Regions from separate parts of the Sus scrofa genome. Here region 1 is linked to region 2. The links are chromatin contacts, called in public HiChIP or PLAC-seq maps. All regions are on one chromosome and are shown on one strand. The core of a region is the stretch at or near the end of the contact, and the rest is flanking DNA. Distances in the headings are between cores, read along the strand shown.

Region 1 (2,700 bases), core at 40-2,539, 84 kb before region 2:
ACGCAGTGATGCTCAAATCTGATAGACCCTCTCGAGCCTCTGTACCTATGCAAGCATTGGTCTGACAATCTGCAATCGCTCTTTCTCCCTCCGCCCCCCATTCTCCCTAGCTCCTCTTGCAAATTCCGAGACGGCTCTCACGACTCTACTCACACGTCGCTACCCCACGCAGGTCCTAAGAGTCTCGACTGCGCTTCAGTACCAAATCTGTTAGGGAATGAGGATTATCTCGCTAACACGCCCAGGAGCGTGGAAAAGACCGCGGAGCGCACGTCCACCACCAGCTGCTCGTGGACTCCTCAGTGAGTACCCCCCCGCCCCCGCCCTTAGCGCCTCGACCTGTGACCCGACTGGGCCTGCGGGGGGTGCCCAAAAGGCTGAGGGATGCCCAATGACCGGCCCCGAGCCACCAGCAACACTCGCCATGAGATGCCCGCCCATCCCCGGCGACCAAACTGAGCTTCCCTACACCTTACCTCACCCGAGAGCGGCGGCAACCCCACTTTACGGCACTTAACAGTAACCGCTGCAAAAGGGGCCGTCAAGTGCAGTCGTACGTTCCGGTCTGGTTGGTGTTGCAGACGTTGAAGCGTTGCAGGCACCCTGACTCTGTCCAGTTCACGACTCTTGACGCTTCCTCACTGCCCGAAATTGACTGAGCACCGGCGCTTTTCTAGCTTTGGGGATCTAGCCACATAGCCAAAGCCCTTTTCTGTCTTGCCTAGGTAACAACTACAGCAGCGCACTGAAGCGTCCTGAGATTTTAAGAAGTGGTCCAAGGATTGGAGAGGCACCAGCTGTTTCCCAAAGCGTGTGAGTTTGCCAGATAAAAATATAGGACACCAGTTAAATATGAAGTTCAGATAAACAGTTGATAATTTTTTAGTGTGTGCTTTGCAGCAGGATTCAGAGTAACTCCCTGAATTCTGGTTTTGCTTACCATCAGATGAGGTCGGGGAATGGAGTGGGAAATGTTAATATTGCTCTTGAGGTTCAGGCCTCTGCGAGACATCCAAGCTCCAGGGGACAGTTATACTCTTGTTAAAGTCTGGAAGTGTACACACAATCAGTTCTGGACCTGGCTGTTTAACTTTCAACTGTGTAATCCAAAGTATTGTTAAAAATCAGATAGGAGTCAATTTTGACAATTTTGTAAACTATAAAACACTAAACAAATTACTGTCATTTTAGGCTTTCTACAAAAATTACTATTATCAACCCATGGTGAAAACTGAAAAGACTCCCCTCATGTATTTGAGTGTTTTCTAAACTTTTTTTTTGCATTTTGAAATTAGCCTTTTATTATACTAGAGAGTACTGATACATAAAATTCATTTATTAAAATAGTACAGAATGTTGTATACATGTTTTATTACACCCTGAGTTATTTTTAGTGGACTAACTTGGTTTCCAACTTGATGATACATACATCTATCAAGTAGCACAATGCCACTTACTGTGTATTCAATAATACCCACGGACTCTAGACTCTGGTTTTTTGGGGTAAAGTATAAAATGAAGTCTTTTTCTTTCCCATTTTCCAGGGGTTATTATGATCCTTATCAGTTTCTTGGTTTTCCTTCGATAAGTTTTTTGTATACATACAAGTTTATTCTGTTTGTAACCAGATGACAAGGCCAATACTGAACCCAAGTTCAGCTGCTTGCCACTAGAAAGGCCAATACTCGAGAGACAAGCGTTAGTGGGAAATGAAAAGTTGCTTTATTCAGGAGACCAGCAACCTGAGAAGATGGTGGACTAATGTCCTAAGACCATCTCCAAACTGCAGGTCAGGAGACAAAAGTTAAAAAGACAGTGTGAGAGAGGGGGGCAGGATATGTGATCAGCTTGTGCACAGCTAATCAGCTTGGATTAGTTGACGTCAAGGTGAAGTTTCCAGCATCACCAATTTTGATTTCAACCAGTGTACAGTCTAGATGCTTGTTATTCTCAGTTTTCATCTGGTTAGGGTCTGCTTCCTGTTAAAACAACTTAGGAGTGTGTGTCAGACTTTTATTTATATTTTTCAGGGAACTGGGAATTTGTTGACTCTTTGTAGGCTGTTTTATAGTGTAAATTGTTGCCGATATCCCAGCTCAACAACTTTGTTTCTACATCACCTTTCCCAATCACTTTTGTCTTTTTTTTTTTTTTGCCATTTCTTGGGCCACTCCTGCGGCATATGGAGATTCCCAGGCTGGGGGTCTAATGGGAGCTGTAGCCACAGCAATGTGGGATCCGAGCTGCGTCTGCAACCTACACCACAGCTCACGGCAATGCCAGATCCTTAACCCACTGAGCAAGGCCAGGGATCCAACCCGCAACCTCATGGTTCCTAGTTGGATTCGTTAACCACTGAGCCACGACGGGAACTCCCCCAATCATTAACTCTTGAGCCAGCCTTTTGAGATTCTTGAGAGACCTGGGAGGCTAAAGCTTTTTTTATGAAAGAGAGCAAGTGAAGAACATAGGGGGAAGGGGTGGTCTGTCCCAGGAAGGCTCCATAGGGTCCTGCTTGATTACAATCACTTTTCTTTGATACACCTCAATCCTGAGAAGAAACAGGTGTTGAACAAGAAGGGAATAAAGTTTGGAATACAGAGGGTAACCATAAACTTGGCAGATGAACTGTTTTATGTAGAGTGCTCATTACTTAGAACTGGTAGATGATAATAGCATATTCTGTATCATCTGCTTAAA
Region 2 (2,700 bases), core at 152-2,651:
TTCAAAACACACAAAACATAATTTTTAAAAAATGTCTTCGTAATAGTCATGCAAATAAAAACTGAGTATACCTGAGTTTCAAGATGCACCCATATAATGAAATCACAGGACTTTTGCTAAATACTATACTAGTTTATACTTAACACGTCACTACAATATTCCCTCATCCCCCAGTGCTCCTCAAGGAAGTGAATCGAGGCAAAATTACAGAAAACATTGTTGTACTAAGTCTTTCCAGTACTTTCTATCTAATAATAGAAAAGAATGGCCTCTTGGATATGCCCTTGTTTTTCCTTGTTACATTATTAATAACACTTGTGTTTTCTTCCTATACCGCACTATATTTCAATTACTATAATCTAACAAAGAGAACAGGGAGGTTGATTTCCAGATAAGAATTACGACAATATTAATAACTCACTTATACTTGTATTCAAAACACTGGCTATATTCTCTAAATATTTTGTTGTTGTTATTGTTGTTAATAGAAACAGCTAGTTCTATATACCCTTTCCTTAACTTGTTCGGAAAGTATAAAACATGCCAAGACAACCATTAAGGTAACTGTGACCAGCAACATAGAAGTGGACAGAGGGTGGGACCGCTGCCTTGACAAACTGTCAGTCTTTTCGCTCAATTCAACCAGCACTAAACACTAAGACGTGCGTGTGAACTGGTCCCTAGGAGCGGGGAGCAGGGGGCGGGGGGAGGGGAGCGGGTGGAGAAGGCGCGCGGAGGGGGGGATACCAAGGATATCTGGTTCCGACCTAAAAAAGCACGTATTGTGCAAAGACAGGAGAAGAGTGGGTCGAGCACAGGGCGTCAGCAAACAGACCCCCATGTGCCTTAGTTTCCTCTTCTACTGAGGATGGATTAAGCACGATGGGAGGCTGTGAGAATCAAAGGGGGCCTAGAGCGCTGCAGAAAATGATAGACTGAAAAATGGGGATGGCTCCCGATTCCCGCTCAGGAGTCAGTGCCCAGGACAAAGTGCAGGGCAGAGGCAATCCAGGGTCAACGGGCGCGGTCCCCGCAATCCGGCAGGCGCCGCTCTGCTCTCACCCAGGAAGGAGTCGGGCGGCCTTGCGCTCCGCAGTGGCAGCCACAGCCCAGCCATGCCCGGGCCGCCCCGCGAGCCCACCGCCCACCGCCCACCCGGCCCCAGGCGCCCCGCCCACCCTCCGCCCGGCCTCAGGGGCCCCGCGCCCCTCACTCCCGCTTACTTTCTGGGAGTCCATGGCAAAGGGTTAGGTCCACTGGACCCGAACCGCGTCGAGGAACCTTGCGAGTAGGCAGAGGGAGGTTGGACACACCGAGACCGCTACCCGAGAGCCGCCGCTCTGCTGAGCCACCACCGCCTCGGCCTCAGCCCGCACCGGCGCCGCCCGGCCCCGCCCCGTCCGCGCCCAGCCCAGCGCGCGCCGTAGTCGCGCCGCGGTTGCCAGGGTGAAAGGGCGGCCCGAGAAGGGAGGGGGCGAGGAGCGCCTTGCGCATGCGTCTTGCAGCCAGTCGGGATGCGGCGGGGCGTTGGGGGTACTTGTCCTGCCTGTGCTGCGAGGGAGCTGTAGGGAGAAACGGGTGCTTGCCCTTCTGTCCAGACGGTCCTTTGAAGATAACTCTCCCTTCTTCCCCGTCCTTTTTCCTCCAGGCCTTGAGATGGACCATTGGGCTTCTTCCAGCAGCCAGGTCCATGGGGAGGGCGCGGGGACTGCAGGGGGGAGCTCTGGCCCTGGAGATACATCAGCCCCCATCCATCCTGAAAGCATCTGAAGCATCTCTCCACACTAGCGTTGGAGGAGCAGCCAGGCTAGACCGGGCCCAGCAGCCCAGTGAGAAGCAAAGGGCTGGGAAAGGGATTTAGTGGAAACATGGGGAAAGCCTATAGGAATGTGACAGAAACTTGGGTAGACTGGAGCCTGGTAGACCTTTCCCAGATAGCCCCCTGGGAAATTTTGAGCAAGTATTCTCCCTGAACCTGTTTCATCTTCCGTAAAATAAGAGAAATAATGCTGACTTTGCAAGAACATTTTGAAGATTAAATAACATAGTGGGAGTGCCCAATGCATAGTTAATTCTCAAAAATTACAGTTTTTAGTGGGAAACTAGAATCTGCTCAATATGGACCTAGGGGACAAAGCAGACTAGAAAGCTTGGGAAGGTAGGCTTGAAAATGTTCTTCCCCAAAGCAAACAGGCCTCATCCTACATTTCGATGATTCCAGAGAGGCTCAAAAAAGTTCAACTGGGCAATCACGATAAATGAACAAAAGGGAAGTATATATTGAGTATCTATTGGGTACGAATTCAGTGGACTGAGAATCAGCGGTGACAAGCCATTATATATATATATAATATATATGGTGCATTATATATATATAATATATATGGTGATTAGAAGTTTTATAAAGAAAAATTACATGGGATAAATGGACTCAAAGAATTGTGAGGGCTCCATTTTCTGTAGGAGGGTGTGGGAAGGTCTCTCTCAGGAGTGACCTGAGTCAAGTGAGAGAATAACTGTACAAAGATCTAGAAAAAAACATTCTAGACAGAAAAAAACAGCAAATACAAAGGTCCTGAGAGGGCATGATCTTTATGTTTAAGAAACAGCCTTTATCCTACAAGGCCGTATTTATATTTGTACATGGGTCTCTCCAACTACTTTGTGGGTTGAGATTTCTTTTACCTATGTCTGTATCCC

Evidence for each region. HiChIP or PLAC-seq counts read pairs in DNA pulled down with a chosen protein or histone mark.
Region 1: a contact with region 2 is called in an H3K27ac HiChIP or PLAC-seq map of alveolar macrophages. The contact joins the promoter of FKTN here to the promoter of FSD1L in region 2. A contact is called at or near these places in 1 of 5 promoter capture datasets (liver), 3 of 47 Hi-C or Micro-C datasets (embryonic fibroblasts, epiblast stem cells and psoas muscle) and 2 of 2 datasets of contacts at active chromatin or transcription factors (alveolar macrophages and skeletal muscle).

What each region holds. Positions count from the first base shown.
Region 1 is chr1:246,850,976-246,853,675 of Sscrofa11.1, reverse strand. It overlaps FKTN (fukutin), which reads right to left and starts at 1,289. Exons shown (of 11, transcript XM_013993732.2): 1 at 941-1,289.
Region 2 is chr1:246,766,848-246,769,547 of Sscrofa11.1, reverse strand. FSD1L (FSD1-like protein) reads right to left here and starts at 1,401. Exons shown (of 14, transcript XM_005660313.3): 1 at 1,224-1,401. The coding sequence starts at 1,238.